Regions from separate parts of the Mus musculus genome. Here regions 1, 3, 4, 5, 6 and 7 are each linked to region 2. A link is a contact called in public HiCAR-type and promoter capture Hi-C data. All regions are on one chromosome and are shown on one strand. Each heading gives the region's core, a stretch centred on a gene start, on an enhancer-like site or on the middle of the called end of the contact. The rest is flanking DNA. Distances are from core to core; before and after follow the strand shown. Region 1 holds the start of Akirin1 (akirin 1). Region 2 holds the start of Zfp69 (zinc finger protein 69). Region 3 holds the start of Trit1 (tRNA isopentenyltransferase 1). Region 4 holds the start of Heyl (hairy/enhancer-of-split related with YRPW motif-like). Region 5 overlaps Trit1 (tRNA isopentenyltransferase 1). Region 6 holds the start of Pabpc4 (poly(A) binding protein, cytoplasmic 4). Region 7 holds the start of Mycl (v-myc avian myelocytomatosis viral oncogene lung carcinoma derived).

Evidence for each region. Promoter capture Hi-C pulls out the DNA fragments that hold promoters and counts their contacts. HiCAR-type assays count read pairs that join an accessible place to other places. Capture Hi-C pulls out chosen DNA fragments and counts their contacts.
Region 1: a contact with region 2 is called in a promoter capture Hi-C map of pre-B cells, with 3 times the contacts expected there. The contact joins the promoter of Akirin1 here to the promoter of Zfp69 in region 2.
Region 3: a contact with region 2 is called in a promoter capture Hi-C map of pre-B cells, with 5 times the contacts expected there. The contact joins the promoter of Trit1 here to the promoter of Zfp69 in region 2. A contact is called at or near these places in 7 of 39 promoter capture datasets (cranial neural crest, embryonic stem cells, frontonasal cranial neural crest and 4 more), 8 of 115 datasets of contacts at active chromatin or transcription factors (embryonic stem cells, epiblast stem cells, forebrain and 3 more) and 1 of 9 other capture datasets (liver).
Region 4: a promoter capture Hi-C map of pre-B cells shows a contact between it and region 2. The contact joins the promoter of Heyl here to the promoter of Zfp69 in region 2. A contact is called at or near these places in 5 of 39 promoter capture datasets (cranial neural crest, frontonasal cranial neural crest, hippocampal neurons and 2 more) and 1 of 115 datasets of contacts at active chromatin or transcription factors (large pre-B cells).
Region 5: a promoter capture Hi-C map of liver shows a contact between it and region 2, with 4 times the contacts expected there. The contact joins the enhancer-like site here to the promoter of Zfp69 in region 2. A contact is called at or near these places in 7 of 39 promoter capture datasets (the C10 cell line, cranial neural crest, frontonasal cranial neural crest and 4 more) and 1 of 9 other capture datasets (embryonic stem cells).
Region 6: a HiCAR-type map of astrocytes shows a contact between it and region 2, with 3 times the contacts expected there. The contact joins the promoter of Pabpc4 here to the promoter of Zfp69 in region 2. A contact is called at or near these places in 2 of 39 promoter capture datasets (cranial neural crest and pre-B cells) and 2 of 115 datasets of contacts at active chromatin or transcription factors (astrocytes and large pre-B cells).
Region 7: a contact with region 2 is called in a promoter capture Hi-C map of adipose tissue, with 3 times the contacts expected there. The contact joins the promoter of Mycl here to the promoter of Zfp69 in region 2. A contact is called at or near these places in 5 of 39 promoter capture datasets (cranial neural crest, hippocampal neurons, liver and 2 more), 5 of 115 datasets of contacts at active chromatin or transcription factors (astrocytes, embryonic stem cells, epiblast stem cells and 2 more) and 2 of 9 other capture datasets (adipose tissue and liver).

Annotation. Positions count from the first base shown.
Region 1 is chr4:123,749,029-123,752,640 of GRCm38.p6, reverse strand. Akirin1 (akirin 1) reads left to right here and starts at 2,342. Exons shown (of 5, transcript NM_023423.3): 1 at 2,342-2,693. The coding sequence starts at 2,477.
Region 2 is chr4:120,949,904-120,953,389 of GRCm38.p6, reverse strand. It overlaps Zfp69 (zinc finger protein 69), which reads left to right and starts at 1,702. Exons shown (of 6, transcript NM_001384119.1): 1 at 1,702-1,946.
Region 3 is chr4:123,014,314-123,018,018 of GRCm38.p6, reverse strand. It overlaps Trit1 (tRNA isopentenyltransferase 1), which reads right to left and starts at 1,426. Exons shown (of 11, transcript NM_025873.3): 1 at 1,236-1,426. The coding sequence starts at 1,409.
Region 4 is chr4:123,231,636-123,235,092 of GRCm38.p6, reverse strand. It overlaps Heyl (hairy/enhancer-of-split related with YRPW motif-like), which reads right to left and starts at 1,537. Exons shown (of 5, transcript NM_013905.3): 1 at 1,147-1,537. The coding sequence starts at 1,226.
Region 5 is chr4:123,044,775-123,048,036 of GRCm38.p6, reverse strand. It overlaps Trit1 (tRNA isopentenyltransferase 1), which reads right to left. Exons shown (of 11, transcript NM_025873.3): 5 at 1,020-1,162. Among named protein-coding and RNA genes, the nearest start is that of Trit1, 30 kb to the right of the region's middle. Within about 2 kb of position 1,531, at least 43 of the 459 cell types and tissues checked have an H3K27ac peak or open chromatin away from gene starts, as enhancers often do. A contact at or near this core is called in liver, where this site is marked.
Region 6 is chr4:123,280,993-123,284,296 of GRCm38.p6, reverse strand. Pabpc4 (poly(A) binding protein, cytoplasmic 4) reads right to left here and starts at 1,386. Exons shown (of 15, transcript NM_130881.3): 1 at 490-1,386. The coding sequence starts at 682.
Region 7 is chr4:122,993,974-122,997,439 of GRCm38.p6, reverse strand. It overlaps Mycl (v-myc avian myelocytomatosis viral oncogene lung carcinoma derived), which reads right to left and starts at 1,509. Exons shown (of 3, transcript NM_001303121.1): 1 at 1,290-1,509; 2 at 422-926. The coding sequence starts at 1,370.

The sequences.
Region 1 (3,612 bases), core at 1,093-3,592, 2.8 Mb before region 2:
AGCTTGGTTGCCCTGATGCCTTACACAGAGATGCTCAATTACGTGTGTTGGGTGCATGCATGTACATGCCTAGTCGAGTCACTGTATCACTCACAACAAAGTTGACCTGGAGTGTGGTGACCTCATAAGGACTGCGTTTCCATCCTGTCAGAGCAGCCCATCCACCTCCCTCAGAGGCATGTCTCTGAGCCACTGTCATTTGCAACATCTCATAGGATATACCACCTACTTGTTTGGCTTCTGAATCATCTAAAAACCACCTCATTCAACAATGTGGTCTATCAACTTTCAGAGATAGAATAATAATTACCACTTATTCATTGACTAATATTTATTCCGTGTCTATTCCTGCCACATTCACTGTGCAAGTCGTGGGGAAATACAGATGAATAAAGGCTTCCTTGTTATTCTCAAGGAATGTATGGTTTTGAAGCACAGTTAGACATATATTCAAATTACAGCTTCCTCCTTTAAAACACTAATATTCCAAGGCACACTCAATGTTTTAAAGGATCACAGAGTGACTACCAAAGCACGTAGCAAAACCCTACTAAGAGAGGTGTGTTTAAAATGACTACCCAAGGGACATACTTTTCAAGTCTTCTAATCGTTCACTTTGGATCTGTTTATACCACAAGAAAACAATTTACTTGATGCTCTTAGGTCCCCTTAAAAAATAACCATCGTGAAGTGGCTTTTCATGTCCTTGGCTTTTATTGAACATAGAAACAGCCATGCAAGCGGTCTTAAAGGCTTTATTACATCATTGTTTCCTAATAAAGTCATGACAGTCTACCTTTGGAATTAAAGTGATACACAAAATGATGGTCTGTGTCCTCTGGTGAACTGGTTCCATTCAGATAACACCTATTCATCATGACTATGGTTTCATTTTTCTTTAGCCTTCAAGAAGCTCAGAACTGAATTTTAAATTCAGTCATTTACCACCAAGATAATTGTGAGGTTTTTTTTTTTTAAAAAAAACTCTAATGTTTTATTTCTAGATTTTAGTTTAAACCACGTTACATCTATATTGACAATAAATGTGCTAAAATAAACTTAACATGGGTAATGTGCCTAGGGAGGCTTGAATCCCAATATGGCAAAACAAACAGAAAACCAGCAATTTGGTATGCTGTGCTGTCTTATATTTTACAGAAATAAATGTGAAAGTATATGACCTATGTTATGATCTTTAAAGAGTTTGTAGAAACGGAAGAGGACTCAGAGAAAAGCAACCAAAACGAACAGGAGGAGAAGGAAGAAGAGGCGGAGAAGGAGGAGGAAGATTGGAGATAGTATGCCTTTATTGTCTAACCCCAAGTGTGTTGAAGTACTGTGACAGCCATCTTGGCAATTAGAAATGAGTATCTAAAATTTGGACTGTTCTAGAAAAATCTGTTACAGAGATAATGTTAAAGCCAGATTACAGGAATCACAGCCACTAATATACAAATAATTACAGAAAGGCTTTGAATGTGGAGGTGTTGTTCTGATGACTCTATTGATGTATTTGAAAGCACTGGAGTTACTCCCCAGGAAAATTACAACCAGAGTTCCCTAAAGCAGAACCTCCCTGTTTTCTATTCATTTGCTGAATATCAAAAGCATTTTCCAGCCAACAGTACGGCAGAGAATCTCGATTGACCCGAGGAAGAACCAGTCTGAGTTGCCAAGTCGGATGAGGAAGCCAACTGCCAAATCAGCTATCAGGGGAAGTTCCTAACACCCTGGTATCACTTGGTTAGACAGTTTAAGCCAGTGAGTTTTCTGGTAGGATTGTTTTTTGTTTTTTTTTTTTTCCTTTTAATCCTTTTTTGCGTAACACATATCCATTTAGTGATCCGATTAATGGCCGGGTCATCTATCCCCAAAATACATTCATTTGTAACACACCTCCCCTTCCAATTTTGCCCATGATTGCACAGGGTTCGTGGATTAAATAAAGTCTATCCTTAGATAACCCGGTTATGTTTGTGAAGATTTCCTGGGACTCAAGACAAAATCCTTTGATAACCCTTTAGAATCACCTCTTTTATCGGTCACGCGGCCAAGGGAACCCCGGTCTCCCAGGGTCTCTCCCATCCCCCGCCCCCGAGGCCCCTGCCGCGCAGGTGCGAAAGACCTCCCAGGCCACTCCGGCAGAGAGCGTGAAGGGGGGGGCCCTGGGAGGGGCGGGGGCGGGGGTGTTGCTAGGCGACCACGCTCTCCGCCCAGACCGGCCTACTTCTTCCGCAGGGGGCGCCATGGGCCGAGCCCAGGCTCGCGGGCCTCCCGGATCGGCCCTTTTCCGACTTCTTCCCCTCTGCCGGGCGGTGGCGCACGCCCGTGACGTCACAGGAGGCGGGGCCAGCGCGGCTGCCGGGTGCCGGAGGCGCCATTGGAGCCGGCTTGGCTTGGGAGCCGTAGCTGAAGAGTTGGATCCAGGGCAGTCCTTGCTGCCGCGTCTGCGTCTGGTCTCTGGCCCTTCCGCGGGATGGCGTGCGGGGCGACACTGAAGCGGCCCATGGAGTTCGAGGCGGCGCTGCTGAGCCCCGGTTCCCCGAAGCGGCGACGCTGCGCCCCTCTGCCCGGCCCCACTCCGGGCCTCAGGCCCCCGGACGCCGAGCCGCCGCCGCTTCAGATGCAGACGCCGCCGGCGAGCCTCCAGCAGCCTGCCCCACCCGGCAGCGAGCGTCGTCTTCCAACTCCCGGTAACCTGCGCTGCTGCTGCGGACTTGGCAGGAAGCCAGGCCCGGGCGTGGGGGGCGGGGAGGGTGCGGGGGTCGTGGACACCGGCCGAGATCACCTCCGCACCCCATATCGGCCTTGGGAGAAAAAGGAACTGGGGTGCTGCTGGGCCCGGTTGCTTCCGGGGACGAGAGACATCCGGGAAGGGCAGTGACCCCACAGTGTCGGTTTTCGGGTTTCCTGGAGCTGGAGAGTCTGAGGGGTGGGCACCAAAATGAGGTGGGGATACCCCAGACCGCCGAAGGCTCTTGGTGTCCCTGAAGCCCCTCCTGCCTCCGCTTGTGCGGAACCTCCCGGGAGATCCAGTGGGCCATGGAAAATTGGATTCTGCTCACGAACCCAGCCATGAGTGGGGCGGGAGACGGATAGAGGGGAAGGGGCGTGAGCGTATGTAGCGCCGCAAGGTGCTTTTAGGAAGACTTGATTTCTAGAATTCTTTAGGGAGCAGAAGCCATGGAATGCAATTTCAACCAGACTATTTCTTAAGAGACGGACTGACCTTGTTTTATCGTGTGGCTATTGTCTTGTTTCGGGTATGGCTTGAAGTGGGTAGTTGGTTGGCTAGTATTTGAGAATCCTTAAGTATACAGAGATTCTGTACTCAAAATTCAAATATCTAATACAGTGACTCGACTTGAGTAAGGCACTTCGTTTTAGACAAGGCAAAAAGAAGGACTCATGGGGCAGTAAAGATGCCTATCATATTGCAGTAGGAGGAGGGAACGCGCTTCAGCACCCATATTCAGCAAATTAGAGGGATCCCAGAAATAATCCCTCAAAAGTGGATTTGGCCAAGTTGTTTCTTTGTTTTCTTCTTATTGTTGTTCCTCAAGCATTAGGAAAACCTGCAGTCCCTTTAAATCATTTTTCCCCCTTACATCT
Region 2 (3,486 bases), core at 453-2,952:
TGAACTGGGGAGTTGAATATGAAGAGCCTTAGGCAGACTGAGTAGGCACCCTAACACCACATGGGACTATGCCCACAGCTTGCTTATCTTTAAGTCTGCACTCGACATTGTAACTGAAGGGAAGCCGGGTGCTTACAGTTATAATGCTGTCTGCTAAAGATGATGCCCCCCGCCCCCGTAACATGTAGAGTCAAAAACAAAACAAACAAACCTCCTTCCACATTAACAATCAGAGTGGGACTGTGGGGAACCAATGACTTGTGATGTATTATACAGGCATTTGAAGCCTACTCTGAATGACACCTGGTGTCTGTTCCAATCAAGAGTTAGCTAATTAGTTACTTAGTGCAGTAAGACTAACTGCTTAGCAAGACAGAAGTCAGCGGGTCCCTTAGATGGGGACACTGACAAACAGCTCATGAGATAAACTCAGAGCTTTAGTTCTGCCAACTCCAAAGATCTTCCACTCCTCTCAGGGGTGCAATCCCTTTTCCAGGAGCACCAGATGCAACTGTACAGTAGTGTTTAATAAACTCTCTACTGCCAATTTGTCTTTTTTTTTTTTGCAAATTAATTTACAGCCCAAGTGCCACTGTCTTCAACTCAATAGATAGAGATGACTTTGAACGAAGATCACAGCCAACGACACGAAATTTTTTTGCAGTTCATGAATTTTTCCCATGTTGTTTCACTTATCTTCCCCCATCCCAAACACACACAGACACACACACACACACACACACACACACACACACACACACACACACACACATTAAAGAGAACACCCAGCCCTTCGAGGTTCTACTCATGTGGAGAGGGTTTCCTATATCAGTCCCAAGTCCGCTCATTTTTCCCCCTCCCAGTCTCTATGTGCAGTATGAAAGGTCTGTTTTCCAGATAGCTGGGCAAAAGCCGCTTTCAACTTGGATTAACTTTCTGGATGCTGGTTTTCCAATTTTTGCTCTGGTAAGTGTTTACTCTGTCGTCATCTCTTCTGTATCTTCCAGTGGGCTCAGTTTTATTTTCTCAATGCCATATGTTTACTGAACTTTTAAAGAGATAAGTTAAATTGAGGAACTGAGGAAGGCTAACTCAGACACCAGACACTTCCCCTAGCTACAGGCACTCAGGAAACACGCCGTGAGAATATGGGAAGAAAGGGGTTCTACCTTCCAGGACCATGGGAAAATAAATTCCTATTGTTTAAGTCACCGGTGTGAAGTGTTTTTCTTTGGGGGTGGGAGGCAGCCTTAAGCAAACTAATACATGTCTTTAGGGACATTAAAAATACATATCCCGGAATTTTTTTTTTAAGTTTATTGTTTTCTAGGCCCCTGTTGCCTTTTGGATTGTCTATTTTTCTACTTATCGAATTCACCAGAATTAGGAGATTAGGAGAGAGCAGGAACTGCGTGCGATTTAAGGCTGCATCCTGAAGCCTTAAGAATGAAAGAATGACAGAGAAGCGGCTTCTCCAGGAAGACTCGCCGGGCCACGGGGTACAGGAGACCCTCAGCAGGGGCTGCCGGCTTCGCTGGACACCGCCCCTGGGTCTGCCCGGGCGGCTTCCGGCTTCCGGGATCTGGGTCGCGCAGCACCCGGGTGGGCGGAGCCACGGGCAGGGCGCTGACGCGAGCAGCGTGGGGTGGGCGGGTCCCGGGTGGAGGCGCGGGGACACGAACCGGGCTAGAGGGGCGGGGTGAAACGGCGGAGCTCGGGCATCTGAGCCGCAGCCGGCGCCGCAGGTCCTGGGCTGGGACAGAAGGCCGGGCAGGACGCCTGTGCGCGCGGAGCTCCGCTCCCGGGTGCGGCGGGTGAGAAGCGGGAGAGGCCGGTGTCCAGCCCGGAGGCCGACGGTGTCCTGTGTCCCTCGGAAGCCACGCTGCGCACTGGGCGCCGCGGTGTGAGCGTGGAAGGCTGGCGGGAACGGATCCGGAGATCCTCCGGTGAGTAGGCGACTCTGCTGCGGAGCTGCGAGCTCGACCGGGTGGCTGCCTGCGAAGTTCTGCCGATGGGTCGTTCAGCAAGCTTCTGGGATTGCCAGCTCCTTCGGAAGGAACAGCACAAAGTTTGCACTTAGTGACGAGACTTTTTACATAGTCGGGGCTATTTGCACCAACTCCGGTCTTTTTGGACAGGCAGTCTTTCACCTTTCCTCCTCTTCCCCCAGACTTCAAAGAGCAGTCCCCTCCCCGAGAGAGAGCTGCGTTTGGGTATCAGGTCCACTGAATCTGGTCCCAGTGTCCACAACTATTCATATGCTGAATGGGCGATTCAGATGATGGATTCGGGTTGTTTCCAAATTGCTGTTATGGTCAGTTCTGTAGTGGTTCTACTTGCACTTGACATACTATATTTCCTCCTCTCCAGCTCTGTGGGAGCACATAACCCTGCAGTTTTAATTGCATCTGAACCGGGGATTCGTTTCACCAGCTGTGCTGGGCATTTGGAGTGTGTGATGACGACTGTTGCTGCTGGCTTATGACAAAGCGCAGCCCTGTGAATTACTGTTTTATCAACTGAGATATTCAAGCTGAGCTTTCTAATTGTTTTCTAAAATAACTCTAAAACATGATGGCCACTGGGGCCCCGTAAAGGCTTTGGCAGACAGGTCTGATGCCCTGGTAAAAGGAGAGAACCAACTCTCAAAAGTTGGCATGTGACCTCCACCCCCATAAATAAACGCATGTGATTTTTTTTATTTTTAATTTTTTTTAAAGATTTATTTCTTTATTATAAGTACACTGCAGCTGTCTTCAGAAACCCCAGAAGACGGTGTCAGATCTCATTAGGGATGGTTGTGAGCCACCATGTGGTTGCTGGGATTTGAACTCAGGACCTTTGGAAGAGCAGTCAGTGCTCTTAACTGCTGAGCCATCTCTTCAGCCCGTGATTTTTTTTTTAAACTTTAAGATAATGTTTATTGTACAGCTTTAAAATAAAAAGGTCTTAATTGTTAACTTAGTAGACCTAACATTGTCTCAACACTGCATCCCTGTGCAGTAGTTAACATCCACATTTTATAGATGAGGAAACTGAAGGTCAGACTTGAAGTGCCTCAGGTCTCAGCTTTACATACAGGTCAGACATCAAAGAGCCTTCCTTGGCGCCAGCTCCAAATATGTAAGCAGGCAGAAGGGGCATGCAGCTTACAAGGTGGTCAGGTCAGGGCATGTGGACATTTGTACTTTTTTTTTTCCTTTGGTACTGGCGTCTTTGTATCTATGTGTTTAAAGTTGAGGGTTACTTCTGTATCCAGGACACTATTATTTCAGTATTGGTGCCGAATCTTCTAGGCCTTTTTGCAGCTATAAAGACAGTTCTGGACTTCTGGCTGTATGATGGGTTCTCTGGGTCTCTCCTTTCATGCCTTTTGCTCTCTAGGCACACAAAGCAGGTTAGTCCGATGGCTTAGTGGGGAAAGGCACCTGCTGCCAAGTCGTACAGCCTGAGCTCAATCCCTCTGACCCACTTGTTGGAAGAAGA
Region 3 (3,705 bases), core at 177-2,676, 2.1 Mb before region 2:
TACATATACACACACACACACAGTCACCATAGTTTTCACTGTTAACATATTTTTTAAACACTTGTAATAAGTGCTTCACATATATTTCATTTAATGATCACAAGGTTGTTTTTTATATTCTTCCTATTTTAGCAAAGGAACAAAGGTATCTTTGTTCATGTAGCAAAAAGTTGGGGGAAAAAAAATCTGGCTGAGATTCAGTTCAAGCTAAACTCTTTATCTCCCTAAGCTGGCACAAAGCAGGCTGCAAACAACTATTTGTTACATTACCTTACCTTTTAGTATAAGCTGATGATCTTATCATGGAAAAATAAATTATGAGGGTAGAAACAATGTCAGGAGCCTTATGAGGTAAAGTGGGGCAAAGAATTAATTACTAATTTTAGGTTACTAACCATGAGTTCTGCGACTGGTTGTATATGTTCGACACCTTTGAACATGCCTAACAGCTGTTGTAATTCTTCTCACATTCACCCAAAATGTCACCTACTCTCTAGCTCAAATGCTCCTACATCCCCGAAAGTCCTCTCGCAAAGAGGACAAAAGGATTAAAAAACAAAAACAAATAAACAAAAAAGCCCTCAGGTTCAGCCAATATTTACCACAATGTCTGACCTTCGAGCTGGCCTCCCTCTCTCCACTGTAACACTCCAATGTCTCACTTATTAAATACTTTAGCCTTGTGATTGTGGGGCAAATGACATTTCCTCCACTTTACAAATATAATATTCAAGTAAAGGGCACTGTTGATCTGAAGTCACGAAGCCAGTGGCTGCCTCTGACTGCTCTAGTGCCCAAGAAGACACTCACAGGTGGCATCTGACTTACCTTGGGCTAGAATTAGAATTATGGCAAAATTTGGGAATAATTAACTTACTGAAATTCACCGGATGTCAACCTTAAACGTTCCACTATCTCTCCTCCATTTATTTGCAATGTGCCACGCACAAGGTCACTTCACCTCCCCAGCCCCCAACATTTTTATCCATAAATGAAACTGTTGGTACTATCTACGAAAGAGTAATGGCCTGAGAAGTTACTTAGCGATCACAGGACACAATGGACACTGTCTGCCATTGGAATGGGTACCTAGCAGGTGTGGGTTCCTTTCATCTGGATCCCCATACGCCTCGAGGTTCACCCACTACAGCCACGCGACAGGGTGTCCCCTAGTCCAGAGGCCCGCACGCGACCTCCAGGGTTCCCAGGCCCCCGGGCCAAGCACGCTGCCATACCTGCATGGAGTCGGCGCTGACGATCTCGCCGCCGAGCCGCTGGCCTAACTGCAGAGCCAGGGTGGACTTGCCAGTCCCAGTAGCCCCGAGAATCACTACAAGTGGCAGTGTTCGCCGCAGGCCTCGGAATCCAGAGCTCACAGGAACTGCTCGTGCAGCAGCCGCAGCCGCCATCTTGAAGGCATCTGAGCATGCGCCGAAGCAGCTGTCCCCATGGCAACAGTCAGTGCGCCGGCGCGGATCTCCGGCTCAGAACGCGGGGAGGGTGGAAAGGAGGAAACTGTGGGACAAAGGTACCAAGCTTAGGAGGCCCATGACGTAACTGCCTTCGACTAGCTGAGATTAGCCCACCGACTTGCTTTCTCAAAGGAGAGATGGCAGCCCATCTAAAATATTTCTGTCTACATTGCGTCCAGGCACCCAATTCTTTTTCCTCATAGCATTAATTCAAGAATAAAACTGTATAACTGGCCTCTGGTTTATTGTCTGAGTTCTACCACAGGCTGTTAATTTCACAAAGACAAGAAGCACATTCTGACTAGTTCATTGCTGAGTCTCCTGTGCCTAGCACAGGCACCCACCAATGATTAAATGGACAGAGAAACGACTTGCCTACCTTAGCGTTGGATTTAATAAGCTCAGAGAGTGTCCGATTCTCAGTCATTCTTCAAAATCAGATCTGTCCAATTCTCAGTCAAGAGCATGGCTCTAATGTTTGAATTCCACACTCATTTAGACACAATCAGAAAGCAGGACAAAGCTCTGCGTTGGCATAAAGCAGTCAAGAGATAGGCTTAAAAGCAAAAGAACAAGCAAGTGAATGACAACCCAAAAATTAGAAGAGGAAGCAGAAGAAAATCAAAGGGTAAAGCAGATACAAGTGAGGGAAAGAAAAATCAGAATCAAGGATGGCCAGACTTCAAGATTCCACACACCACTTTGAGAAATGGCTTTAAGAATCCAGAGAGATGGTTTAACATGTAAAGTTGCTGGCAGCCAGATCTGATGACCTGAGTTCAATCTCCAGGATCCGCATGTGGAAGGAGAGAGCTGATGCTGACCTCTGTACACACACACACACACACACACACACACACACACACACACACACCACACACACTGAAGTTTAAAATTAAGAAAGAATGGTTATGGAACCCGATGAACCTAGATTCAAATTCCAGCTCTCAGACTTATCAGCTGAGAGCTGATTAATTCTCATCAGAATTAATTCCATTAGCAGCATTTTTTTTTCTCTTTGTCTGAAGACTGAACCCAGGCCCCCCCTGGGTGCTGAATATACACTCTAGCACTGAGCTGAGCACACTTCAGACCCTTACTTCACCTCTTAACCTCAGCAATTTTATCTTTCCATTCTTCCAAGGATTGCCATAAGGAAAAGGTGAAATAATGTCTGGAAAGTGCTTGCTTCAAATGCACTGGCACATAACAACCACCATTTGTTAAACAGTTTGTGTTATTATAATTGTACAATCCCATCTGCCTCCCTAAATAAGTAAGAGCAAAAGCCTAAGGGCAGAGAATCTTTCAATAACGTGTAAAGATGCTTAAATACCCCTTCTGCTAACCTCTAGCTAGTTGGGCAGTTTAAGGGGTCTGAGGATGCAGGTTTAGTGGTAGAGCATTTGCTTAGTCAGCATGAGGCTCTGGGTTCAGTCAGCACTTGGGATGGGGGCGGGGGCATAAGTGCTTTTTCTCTGAGACTGCTTCGGTCTAGCTCCTAGGTAAAGCCACGAGTAGTCTGATATGTTTTGTAATGTGGTGGCATGATGCAGCAGGAGGAGGTGCCTCAGCATGGGGCCGCTGAGACCCCCACCCCCAGGTATCAGCCACCCAATGGGTCTAGTAGGAAATGTTTATTTGAGGGATGAGAAGGGAGTGGAGGCAGAGAAAGAAAGGGGACAGAGAAGGGCAGAAAGAGAGAGGAGGGAGAGAGAAGGGAAGAGGTTGGCTGGGAAAACGTGGGGAGGGGGCAGAGAGAGAGAGAAGAGAGAGAGAGCAAGCCTGAACAGTCAGATAATAAGAGCCAGACTAGTACCTGGCTGTTGCTAGGTAACTGTTGGGCGGGGCCTAGGAGAAAAGCTAACATAGTCCCCCACACATCCAGAAATCCTGAGTATATCACTGGCCTACCTAGAATGACTGCCATTATATTTTTCATCACTTCAATCTCCTTAGGCTAAATGGCCACTCTCCCAGACCTAGGCTAAACCATATAGCTACAAATATTGTTTAGGAGAACTCCCATTCCTAGTCCTTGGTCCCTAAGATCTCCTTCACTCAATCCAGGATATTTTGATGGAAAGCCTTGTTCTCTCTAATTTGTGGTACCCGCCTGGGGCTGAGTTTAAAATGGAGATGTGTGGCCACATATCCGGCAGACACTCTCACATGATGGTTGTTAACTGTAGAGCCTTTGCCTGGAGACTTTCAGAGGGTATGGTTACCATGA
Region 4 (3,457 bases), core at 288-2,787, 2.3 Mb before region 2:
GAGGAAAAACCTAGACAAACTAAAACAGTCATTCTATGTATGTGTGCACGTGCCGGGGCATGTACAGGGTGGTCAGAGACAAATAAGGTTTAGTAGAGCAAGAGAGACACCTGCTCCAGAGGCCGGTTCCTTTTCTTTCCATTCGCATCCTCTTCTCTATGTGGAAACAGGCCTAGGCAGGGGAACCGAAGGCTCAGAACTGCATGGTGACAGGGCACTTGGGTAGCATGCACCAGGATCTGGATCCAATCCCTAGCAGTGGATGAAGAAAAAGGAAGAAGGAAGAAGAGGAGGGGGAGGAAGAATGGAAAGAAGAAAGGGAAGGAAAGGAAAAGCTCTAAGGTGAGTTGGTGGCGGTTGTGGGCTGGGTGGCAAGGCCTGGAGACTTAGAGCCTGACACCACTAAGCACTCACCATGAACTACTGCTAAGGCCTTGACATTCTTCCGTTTGATGTCTACACCCGCTATGAAGCTAGCTTCATCATGTATACCCATTTTATAGACCAGAAAACTGAAGCTTATGGAGTCACCGAGCTGATAGGTAGCAAGGATTGTACAAGTTCAGTTTGTTCCACAGGTTAGAAGTTAGATTATTTAACAAAAAAGAAACTGCATTGGCGGCTTGGTGGTTTGGTGGAAGGGGTGCTGAAGATTGGAGTCTAGGCTTTTGCAAGTTGGCTATTATTTCCCTCAGTACCTAAACACAAATCCCAGTATGCTCAAAGCGAAAAGGACACAGCCCCCAGTCCTTTTGTGTACTATGTGAAAACTGTTCCCAAAGAAGAGTGAAATTGGAAAAGTACAGAAGTCTTCATAGTAGACAAACTATGGGCAATGGAATGCGGTATCTACATCTATGAAGGTTTCCTAGGTCTGCAGGAAAACTTCTCAGGGGCGTCCCTGGGGGTAGCCAAACGACAGAATATCCTCCAGCTGAACTGTCCTCCCATCCCAGCTCCCTGAACCATAGTTGGTTCAGGGTGTTATGGTTCAGGGTACTCAGGAATCTGCCGCATTGGTGCTATGGACGCACTGGAGTCGCTGCACACGCCCCCGCATCTTGGCTGACACCTGAGGGCTGCGCACAAACTTGAGTGTGCTGGACTTTCTCACCCCCGGACGGCCCTCGCTCCACCCTGTCTTACCTAAGATCGTTCTCTTGACCCACATCGATGGGTCCATCAGACTCGCCGTCGGAGCCACTGGGCGCCCTGGGCCGCTTCATGCCGAAAGCTGGCTGCGGGGTCCCAGCCCTGCGATCCCTGGAGTTGGTTGTTGGGCCCCGCCTCAGCCCCGCCCCGGCCCGGGAGCCGACGCCGCCCTTTCCCAGGGCCCTTTCCTGCACCGCAGCCCGGGGCGCCCCGGCGCCCCCTCGCCCCCGCGGTGACGCGCCACCGAACCGTGGGAAGGCCCCGGGCGGTCACCGCCCCCATCGGCCGCTGGGAGGTCCGGCTCCGCTCCACCGGCGCTGCCTGGGCTGGCGCTCTGGGTGGCCTTGGGCAGGTGCCCTGGGAGGCCCCACGGGGAAGCCCAGAGAATCCGGATCTGTCCCTAGTTCTGTGCGACAGACTTCGCTTTGCAGTGCCTCAGCTTTTTATAAGGGTCAGACCTGTACCTTCCTGCTCCAGGGCATGCAGGGAGGGCAGATAGGTTTGGAAAGGTTACTGGGGGTGCCTGTGACCCCTTGGAAGTAATTCTTCAGTCACTCCTTCTATAGGGGACCAAAGTTTGTGGTGTGTGTGTGTGTGTGTGTGTGTATTGGGGAAGCTACGTGCACTGTGGGATGCTCAGAACTTCGAAGTCCTTTGGTGAACCCCCAAAGGGGTGGCTGCTGCTTGCCAGCTGAGAAGGCTGGAGGAGGGGAGACAGGGTCATAGAACCCAAAGTGGCATTGAACTTGATGTGTAGCAGAAGATGACCTTGAACTACTGATCCCTGACCCTCCTGCCTCTGCATCCCAAGTGCTGACTTTACAGTGGCCAAGATCTTTGAGCTTCTGACTTGTGGGAGGGAGCACAGGAATGGAGAAGGTAGGTAGGGTGTGGTGGTTGGTGGGGTATCCCTGGGAGTCACCCCAGTTCATTTAATGACAGCTGTCCTGGCAGGCACCAGGGAGAGGAAGAGAGGAAAGGAGCCTTCGGCTTCTCTTTCTGGGGGAGCCTGTCTGACCACAGACAACTATTTAGTCAGTGAGAGTTCCTGTCCTTGTGCCTAGAGATTCAGCTGCCATCCTCCCAGGTCATCGTACGCAGAGAAGTGCAGAGGGAAGCTGAGGGAGGAGAGCAAACTTCTTGCAGGGGCGGCAGGGAGATGGTGGAGGTGGGTGTGGTGGGCAGGGCACCAGAGGAGTCCTCTCCCTTTGTTCTGCTCACTGGGACAGGCACAAAAGAAAGCCAGCTTTTGGTGTAGGGAAGTGGGGTTGGTCACCTGAAGCTGACTACACACACTTTCACCATAGTCAGCTCTGCTTGCAGATACTTCCTGATGGGAAAGAACAGGCCTCTTGCCACTCAGACCCACACGTAACCACTTGGCCAAGCACAGAAACTTATCATGCTCATAGATGACCAGATAGGACTGGCATGAACGGTCGCCATCAGGAAACTCTGCTGGCCACCGCAGCCGCAAGCACCAATTCTCCTGTTCCAAATGCCCTCAGCACTCACATAATTTCTGTGGGCACCTGCCAAAACAGTGAGAACCTCAACCAGTGTGAAGAGTGCCCAATGTGTGCACTAGGCATTTCCTAGAAAGGCAGATACTTGTTTGCTCTATGTGATTGGCTGAGAGAGAAAGGGCTGGCAGATTTGCAGGGGAAGGTAAGGGCTCTGAGGTAGGCATGTTCTCGAGAGACGTCCCAGGTCCTCAAAATACACTGCACAGTTAAATAGGGACTATGGGGTTCGGCAAAGAGATTTAAGTTTGGAAGTCATTAGGTAATGGACGGCCTTTAAAGCTTTGGGAGAGGGCAAATGGATGGAGAGGCGGCGGAGCCTGTTAGTTACTGTTTGGTGAGTGCTTCTCACAGCAGCTGGAAAGGTACCTAAGCCAGTGGTTCTCAGCCTTCTTAGTGCTGTGACCCTTTAATACAAAGCTTCATGCTGTGGTGACCCCCAACCATAAAATTATTTTCATTGCTACTTCATAACTATAATTTTGCTACTGTTATGAATCATAATGTAAATATCTGTGTTTTCTTTTATGGTCTTAGGCAACCCTTGTGAGAAGGTTGTTCAATCCCCAAAGGGTCTCAGCCCACAGGTTGAGAACTGTTATTCTAAGTGTTCTGTAAATTTTAATTCATTTAACCCTCAATTGGCCAAGCGAAAGGAGATGGGTAGTTAGAGCAACTCCGGCAGAAGAAGAAGGAGAGCTGGAATTCCACAAGGCAGTTTGATTTCAGAGGCAAATAACTTGGCTTTATTATCTTATAGAGCTCTCAGACATTAGGCCATG
Region 5 (3,262 bases), core at 282-2,781, 2.1 Mb before region 2:
GGCCTCTAATGACCATGGCTCTCTCTTACCTTGCTAAGACTTGTTTACCAAGGACTGGTCAGTAAACCAATGTTTTACTGTTTGAATCTCTGTGAGCACCCTGCTGGGAACTGAACACACATTCTTGTGACTATCAAACAAGTGTTTTACTACTGAGCCACACTCTCAGTCCCACAACTCTGCTTAATATTACTCTATTGAATTCTTAATCAGCACTTTGAGATAAATACTATTACTATCAATTCTATTTTACTGAAGAGTTGGAATACAGAGTGGCAAACTAATTGGCCTTAAGAATTCACAGAGCAGGCAGAGAGCTGGCTCAGCAGTTAAGAGCACTGACTGCTTTTCCAGAGGTCCTGAGTTCAAATCCCAGCAACCACATGGTGGCTCACAACCACCTATAATGGGATCTGATGCCCTCTTCTGGTGTGTCTGAAGACAGCTACAGTGGACTCATAAATAAAATGAACAAATCTTTAAAAAAAAAGAACTAACAAAATTAGGAGACAGTGAGCAAGCATCGTAAGGTAAAACGACGTCTTCAAGACTGGGCCATTCACCACTGGGTGCTCACTGGATGCCTTTCTGGGTGAAACAGTCCCCAGCACAGGGCATCAGGATACTTTAGCAACAAATGCTATCAGGTTAGCTAGCCAGTTGCCACACCCATTTCTCAGGCCTAATGAGAGATCCTACCAGCAGCCAACCATGAGGTCCGACAGGAAACCTCCCTCCCTCTGTCCTTTCAACCTTCTCAGCAGCAGTCTCTCTTTAGTCTGCACATTTCATCCTACCCTACGCTGGTTATCTGAGAACCAGTATTCTCCTTCCCTTCTTTCCTGAATCACTAAGGAAGCACTACATGGGGTCTAAGGCAAGGTGTGGTGGCTGACACAGTAAACTTGGGAGCTCACACTAGTGCTCAGTGTCAGCCACCAGTGGTTCGAAGCACTTGACACATAAAACCCTAGTATTCTCCGTTTTGTCTCAGACAGACTCTGGACCGAAGCATTTACCTGCCTGGTCAGCATGGAGCCAGAGGATGCATGGGTTAGGGAACCTGAGAGGGCCTCCAAGAGGACCACCGCCTTCCTCTGCGTGCTGACGATGAAGGAATTCACTGTGAGAGATTCCTGTTTCTTCAAACACTTGCAAGCTCCTACGTTGTTTAAAAAAGGGGGTGGAGTGGGGAACCCATTAGGAATATTCATTCTCAACTAGAATAAAGAGAAAGACTGTCTCGAAGAAAGCTTCATTTTTCAACTTCATGCATAAATTCCCAAAGCACGAAGCTCCGGCTTTACTCTAATCCCAGAGCTATTCAGAAAGGCACCTAAACTCTGGGTGAGAAATAACACTGTTCTTTTAAAAACACATTCTAGAATTAGTTAAAGGAGTTCAGAAATAACAGGTTTCTTCTGTACAAACAGAAGGAGACTTACTTTCAAGTGAGCAGTACAAGCTTGTTTGGGACACTCTGTACAAGCCAACAAGTCTGGTCTCGCTGGAGTGCCTTTCCCACAGTGCCAAGCATGCTGCACATCCAGCTCGGCCACTTTCTCTTTAGCTATGGCTCGCAGTAATCAAGAACACTGGCTAATCCACTACACTCTCCTGGAACAGAGGCTATCAAAGAGTGAGCCCACACACTCATAATTAAGCTGCTGTCCATGTCTGTGTGCAGTCTGCTGTATTACAGCAGCAGGTAACTGAGCTCCCAAAGCCACAGTCTCACTTGGATGGCTGCAACTTATCAGCTGGAAGGCAACCTTTCCCTTCCTGACCTACTTTTGTTTCCTGAAAACCCAACACTAGAGGGAAACCCCTTTTTGTTCAATAACCATGGTCACTCAAAGAACATCTATAAGAAAAAAAACCTAACAGTACCTCACCTACTTATGGAAAGAAGTCTACAGACTCCACCCAAAAGAGCTATGATAAAAGTTCTCCATCTTTCTGACAGGATAGACCCTAGAGTTCTTGCTTGGAACTTAGTGATTCTTCTTAAGGCACAGTTCTCAAGCAGCATAAAAAATAAAAATATGAACCAGGTGGTGGTGGCGCACGCCTTTAACCCCAGCACTTGAGAGGCAGAGGCAGGTGGATCTGAGTACAAGGCCTGGTTTACAGAATAAGTTCCAGGACAGCCAGAGAAACCCAGTCTCAAAAAACTAAAGAGAAAGAAAGATCTGATCAGGAAAGCAGAGAAAACTAAAGACAGACTCTAAAAATAAATAAATAAATAAATAAATAAATAAATAAATAAATAAATCACAGCATGCAGAACTGTCAATGGAGTGTTCACTACAATGTTCCTGAGCTTAAAAAAAAAAAAAAAGGAAAGGTTTGGATTGAAATAAAATGTGTCGAGTTGGGCATGGAGATAAATGCCAGATTCCAAACACTGCTGATACAGAAAAGAGAAGACTAGGAATTCAGGGCCGCCCTCAGCTAAGGCAGTCAGGACTACATGAGATCTTGACTCAACAACAGGAAAAAAAAAAAAAGTATGCCTAAGTACAAACTGCATTTCCCTAGAACATCCTTCTCACCAGGGTGACAGCACCTTCGTGAGGTGAAGGTCAGAACGTAGCCCTCCAAGGAAACCTCTGTGTGGAAAACCTTTCTCCTTTAATGTAAAGTTTCATTGGAAGAGATCACAGTGGGGTGGGGACACTCTTAAATGGCTCTTCTAAGGTGGAATAATGGAAAAGTATTAAGAAACACTGGTCTTAGCAAATCTTTAGAGAAGAACACTTTCTAAGCCCCGACACCACTGTTACCATAGCAAGTGATGTGTGTAGCTAGCACCCACTAAATCCTTCCTTAGATGGTCTCCTGTGCCAGCCACGGGAGCCACTCCCAACGCTGCAGAGAAACAAAGCAACACAGGAAGCTTCAATTCTGAAACCCTCTGAGAAAGCATGTGAGGAGTTTATTCACCACCTCTCTTCCCTGCTACAAAGTTTCCATGTGCAAAGGTGAGCTGACTTGTAAGACAGCGTATAAACACCACCTCCCACTGGGAAAGCTACTGGGCCACAACCCAGCATTGCACAATCAAATTATGAAACTCAAGTCACAATGTAAAAGGATTGCATGCCAGAAAAATTTTATATGAAAACTGTTATACAAGCAAAGATCAAATAGAAAATGAAGCAAGATTACATAGGCCCCGGGGAAAAACAATATAGTACTATCCTTTAAGAGGTAACAGCAAAGCCGAGTGAGACTGTTTACTGAAGGAGATGGACTGAGG
Region 6 (3,304 bases), core at 137-2,636, 2.3 Mb before region 2:
AGCCTGGTAGAAACAGCTTGACACTAGCAACTCCCCTCAAGGCAACTGGATGAAACTGCTCTCCTTGCTTTCCACTGCCCTAAAGCCATCCCAAGTCAGTCAGTTCAGGTTAGAGCCCCCAGTTTTGCAACCTACACTTTCAGGTGTCATTTCAATGCACTGAGTGCCAGACCCACTTCTACCTGAGTGGGGCTAGACACACTAGAATACCCAAGTCCCTTTATTCGGATCCCGAATTACACAAATCTCCTTGGGTTCCAACCCCTGCTCTACCCCACCCCCACCCAGTAGCCCAAGGTCATCAGGTTAGCAAGTGGTGGGAGACTGAAGCCAGGGTCATGACCACATGCCTGGCTCATTTTGCTTCCACCCAAGGCTTCTCAGGCAACATGCTGTTATGTTCCCCGGTCCTGGCAGTTTGGCCTCCGCCTTCAGGATTCCCAAGGTCCCCAGGAATCTCCCGAATGTGTGCACACCGCTACTACTCACCGTCAGCTGGCTGCTGGAAGTTGACGTAGGCATAACCCAGAGAGCGCCGGGTGATCATATCGCGACAGACCCGGATGGACAGCACAGGCCCCGCAGGGCTAAACTTTTCATACAGCATGGCTTCGGTGACGTCCGAGTGCAAATCGCCCACGTATAAGGAGGCCATGGGGTAGCTGCTGGCTGCAGCGTTCATCTCCCCACCCCCCACGACCCCGAGCCCCGCCAGGAGGACTTCTAACAAGGCCTACTGCAGGACAAAAGGGGCTCCGAGGAGCTATGGCACGCGCCGCAGCGCACAGGTGGCACCAGCGACGCCGGAGAAGGCTGGAGCAGGGAGGCTCCGAGCCGGGACCCGTGTGCGGGACGACTTGCACGGGACTGCAAAAGCCCCAAGACAAAAGGCTCTCAAAAACAATATGGCCCGCTCCTGGAGTTTGTACTCTCCAGCTGTCCTGGCTTGAGGCTTAAAAAATAAAAATTAAAGTAGGAAATCCCCTCGTAAAGGGGGCAAAAAATTTTCAAGAGGCAATCAGATGCTGCGCTCACGGCCGCCTTGGGAACACGCGTTTCGTGATAAATATAGGCCCCGGACTCCCGGCGGTTTACAGTTACAGCAGCCCAGGAAGGGGGAAACCAAATCTTTGCGGGTGCCGGCGAAGGGCAGTGCGGACACGTGGTGCGGCCAGCCGGGGCGCGGGGCTGCCACGCGGCGCAGAGGCGTGCAGGGGCGGGCCGGGCCGAGGGGGATGGCTCACCACCGGACGGACAGACAGACGCTGACGGACAGGCAGGCCGGAAGCTGTGAAAGTCACTTCCCCACGGGCTCCCAGCACAAGTCGCTGTCTGGTTCTTTTTCTTCTTTTTTTCCCTTTTGCTTTTTTTTTTCCTCTTCTTTTCTTTTCTTTTTTTTTTTTTTAAGGTTTTTGAGGCTTTTGTGTTTTTTTTAAGCTTTTTCTTTTTTCTGCTTCAGGCGTGCTGAGCCCAAACGCAACACTGATGGCTGCGACCCGGGGCGGAGAGAGGCGGCTGGAGCCGCCACCGCTCCATTTATACCCTCCCGCCCCGGGCGCTGCTGGTCGAAGGGCGCCTCGAGACCTGGGCGCAGTCGTGCCCGCCCACTCTGCCCCGGGGGCCCAAGGCGGGGCAGTCACACCAGAGTGACCTGGAGCCGCCCGCAAGGTGTCACAGCGTCCCCTTGCGTTTGGAGGACCAGCAGCACGCACCTGTATGATTCTCTTTCTGCAGTGTATGGATTGAGTCATGTCCTCCCCAAGACCCACACGCAGGTATAATGTTTAAAACATCCATGAAATGCCCAAATCTACACAAAGGGATGCTAAAGTACAGCTACTAGGTGGCCCAATACATGGTTGAGCTGAATACGTAAGACATACGAAAGTTTTAAGAACATATAACCTTGAGGTTGGATTTTGGAGGTCATTAGAAATGGTGGTGGTATCTTAGGTGATGAGACTGTTTTTGAAAAGATGAACAAATCTTGCCAAAGCTTTTATAAAACAAAACGTGACTGTCCGCTCCTGTTTTGTTCTGGTGGCACGCCTACAGCTTAGTTTGTGCAAAAGGAGAAGAGGAGAAGAAAGGTGTATTTGGGCTCATGGTTCTTGTATAAGGGAGCTATCTCTAGTGATGTCCTTACAAGGCATCTCGTGGCGACTCATGGCACAACACAAAGAGAATGCATCTGTGCATGTGAAACAATGTTTTTGTTACTATGTAAACGCTAGTTAAGAGTTTACGCTTAGATGATGAAGGGTAATCATTGACTTTTTACCCAAATGAAGGTTTCACTGACCATTTGAAGATCATGTTATCTCATGAGACTAAATATGTGGAGTTATAGCAGTATTTCCTTACTCCATAAGTGCCAGGGACCATTTTTTTTTCTATCCTTATATTCACTCAAACCAGAAATTAGCAAAAGCTAGACAGATACTCGTCTACTGGTTGAAGCAAACAATTGAGGAAATATAAGTATTTAATCAATCAATTCATTCCAATAAATGGCTAATCAGAGCTCCCCCCCCAGCAGATGCCATGGTTGCCATGGTTACCATGGTATACAAGTAAGAGTCCCTCCTTACCTCTGAGAATAATTTCTGGTGACTATATTAAATAAAGAAGCCTTGCTAGGTGTAGTGACTCACACCTTTAGTCTCAGCACTTGGGAGACCGATCCCCCCTGAGTATTTGTGACCAACCAAATGGATATTGCAAGTTCCAAGCCAGCCAGGGCTACATAGTGAGACCGGTCTTTTAAAAAAAAAAAAAAAAAAGCCGGGCGTGGTGGCGCACGCCTTTAGTCCCAGCACTCGGGAGGTAGAGGCAGGTGGATTTCTGAGCTCCAGGACAGCCAGGGCTATACAGAGAAACTCTGTCTCGAAAAACCAAAAAAAAAAAAAAAAAAAAAAAAGCCAAAAAACAACAACAACAACAAAACAAACAAAAACAAAAAACCAAAAAACCCCAAAAACCAAAAAAAAAAAGCTGGAAAGTGGTGGTACACACCTTTAATCTCAGCATTTGGGAGGCGGAAGCAGGAGGATTTTAACAATTTTGAAGTCAGCCACAGCTGGGTGGGTGGTGGCTTGTGCCTTTAATCCCAGCACTTGGAAGTCAAAGGCAGGTGGATCTTTGAGGTTGAGGCCAGCCTAGTCTACAGCCAGGGCTACACAGAGAAACCCTGTCTTGAAAAGCCAAAAAAAAAAAAAAAAAGATTTGGGCTTTATGGCTTTATTCCTAAGATATATTTTTCTGCAAATATTCCATAATCTAAAAAAGGGAGGATTCCAAACAC
Region 7 (3,466 bases), core at 260-2,759, 2.0 Mb before region 2:
TCAGTCTTTTCTCCCTTAGGGAAGTGTGAGTTTCCCAGGGAAAGAGGCAGCAACAAAAAAGCTTCAAGCTTGGAGTGACTCTTAAGGGAACCCTTTCAACCTCCCAAGGACAGAAATCCCCTACAGTCCAACCCGAGTATTGTCCTCTCTAAGCGCCAACCCTCACCAAGTCGCCCTGGTCCCCTGGGGCTCCAATCACCATCAGAGGGACGCTGGCTCCCTCCCCACTTCTCCAAACTGTTTACCAACACACCCACGTGCCAGACAGACACAGCTGGGGGCTACACCGACAGCTTCAGTCAGAAAATGGGGAGGTGATGGGAAGGTTTAAGATCTAATGCCTGATTTCAAACAGCGGTAGATAGAGCTCTGGCCACCCAAGGGGTGCCTCCCTCTTAGCTAGCCCCCGGGTGGTCCTTACCAGAATCGCTGGGGCTCTCGGACCCGGAGCAGGCCTGAGTCTTGGGCTCGCCCAGCTGACATTGGGTGGCGGGCGCCGGGTTACTGGCTTCCAGACTAGGAGTGCCGTCCGGGGTAGCGGGCGCTTTGGGCGGGTTCCCCCGGGGCGCGCCTGGGGCCAGCCTGTCGCTCACCACTCTCTCCAGCCGTTCTCGGGCGGAGAAGCCGCTCCACATGCAGTCACGGCGAATGATGGAAGCATAATTCCTGCCCCAGGCTTTCGAATGGCCCCGAGATTCCGCCTCGTCCCCGGCACCCCCTCCAGGCCACGGCTCCCCGGGATTAATCCCAGAGGCTGGGTCCACGGCGCCGGGACCGGAGCCCCAGGGCGGCGACGTGGGGGGCGACGGCACCAGCTCGAATTTCTTCCAGATGTCCTCGCTGGGCGCCGTGGAGCGGTAGAAATCCTCTCCGCAGTCATAGTCGTAGAAATAGTGCTGATACGAGTCGAAGTCCATGTCCGCTCCCTGCGGGAGGGAAGGGGGAGACGAGCTGACTGCGGTGCCCGCCGAGGGAAGAGGCGGCTCCGAGTCCCTCGCTGCAGCTGGCTGCGGGGCTCTGGTCTCTCCCCAGGCCCACCAGCTTGCAGCCCGCGCCCTGGTCCCTGCTCCTGGGAAGCCTGGCCTGGGGTCAGCTCGCTCAGGGCAGCTCGCAACGGGCCGACCAGGCTGAGGGGAGCGAGTTCAAAGCAAACTTTGCCAGCACCGCCCGGAGCTCAGCTCCGGGGGCACAGCAGGGCCGGGCGGGGGCGCGCTGTCTCGAAGGCAGTCTGCAGCCTTGCAGCCCGCCAGTCCCCTGGGGACCCCTGCCCGGGCCACCCGCAGCCTCACCTCGCTCCCGCCGCCCGCCACCTGGAGCGGAGCGGCTCCCCGCCGGCTCGGGGAAGCCCGGCAGCCCGCACACACACACATGCGCGCCACCGAGCGCGCGGCCCCGCACTCACGAGCGCGCCCCCCGTGCGCGCGCCCCCCGCCTCGCTCGCACACGGCAGCCAGGACGCTCCCGGGATCGACGCGGGAGCGCGATCTGCAGGCGCATTGTTTCCCGACTGCTTTATATCTCGTCGCGTGCCCGGGGCTTGGGGACCAGGAGGGGGGGTGGTCCCTAGGAGACAAGCCCCTCCCCCTCCCGCCCCTCTCTCCGCTGGCGACAGGTGGGGCCGGCCCCACCTCCTGGCTGAACTGGTCGTTTCTATTCTATCCCTTGAAGCTCCCTAATAAATTGTACGCTGGGGAGCGCAGAGCAGAAGAGCTGATGCAGCCCCGCAGTCTCCTGGTGGAGGCGTGACTGTTCGAGAGGCTCCCGCGGTCCAAGCGACTTAACTAAAGCGGCGCTCCGCGCCTACTCAGAGCCAAGGACTAGAGCTGCTCCCTGCCCCACCCTGCTAGTCTACTTCCCGGGGCGCGCCCCACCAGGTTCAGGTGCGTCCCACCCATGACAGAGGAGGTGGTGGTGGTGATGGTGGGGCACACACTGCACCTCCACCGCGCCACCTGGTGGCCCTCGGCCCTGAACCCAGGCTTCTTCAACCCATTGCTTCAGTAACCATTAGCCCATTCTTTAGCTCAGTGGCTTAAACCTTGAATAGCAGTGAAGATTCCGAGCTAGAAAGCCTGCAGTATATATAATCCCTCGGAGCCCCAATTTTACTTGTGAAATGAAGGAATGGTAATGACTTCACAGGATCGCCGGGCTGAATTTGTTTACTAAAAAGATAGAGCACCTTAGGAAAGGACATGAGAGAATTCGAACAACAGCAGCTTTATCCCTGGGGAGGGTAGTGAGACCTCTGTCATCCCCCAGGTCATAGCTGACACTTGACCCTTCCTTCACAGCCCTGCCTCCCAGAATTCATCCTCCACACAAAACTCTCCTAACGGCTGTTTTAGAGATAGGAGTGTAGGGGTGTGGAAACTTCATTCAGGCCCCTGTTTTGTGCTTCCTAGCTGTGGGATCAAAGTGTTTGAAGTTTTGCATGACATCCCTGGCCGAGACGATGGAGATATATATATATTTCCTTTGTGTTATCATAAACAGGCTACCTTCTGAGAAAGGAAAAGACTAACTAATTTAGGTCCAAGGAAGGTAACTTAGGATAGCAGCCAATTCATCTAGAATCCTACACCTGGCATCAAGGTCTGGTGTCTGGTTGTCTGCCATCCTTCTCTTCCTCCTACTCTTTTTGTCTAACTACTCAGAACTACAGGCTGTTGCCATCCTAACAGACTGAAGCCAGAAGGATAAACACGTCCCGTTGTTTTGGGCCAGGGAGGTGTGAGATGACCCACGAGTTGGGTGAGAAGACAGGGGGTGTGTGTGACTCTCCATTTTCCATTTGTTGTGTCTAAGGTGTGTGTAGGACATCCTTGAAAGCAGGAATTGGCTCGCTTTGTAGTCCCTGCACCTAGAATGACTTCTGGCAATATTTACGCACTGGCTTCCTGAGTGACCTAGCCAACCAGATTTTATTGAGACGGCCTGTATGCCCTGCTCTGTGCTGTACTGGGAGGCCCAGAAAAGGCTCCTGATTTGGTTGCAGCCTTGGTGCAGAGGGATTAGACTCCCTTTCAGGGTCTTGTTGTCAGGCATGCAGATGTCTGTGGTGGTTGCTGCACTTTCCGGGGTCTTGGTCACAATAACAGAAACCAATGTAAGCAGGAAAATAACTTTTAAGGGAGATATTGTTGCATAGAATTCACAGGAGGCTTGGAATCTATATTTGGAAAATAGGCCTACCTGAGTTGTTCATTTTGTTCTTTTTTTTTTTTTTTTGAAACAGATTCTCACTCTGTTGCCCAGACTGACCTCACTAAGGCCAGGTATGATGGCTCATGCCTGTATTCCCAATACAATCTTCTTCTTCTTCTCCTTCTTCTTCTTCTTTTTAAAGATTTATTTATTATTATATATGAGTACACTGTAGCTGTCTTCAGACACACCAGAAGAGGGTATCAGATCTCATTGCAGATGGTTGTGAGCCACCATGTGGTTGCTGGGATTTGAACTC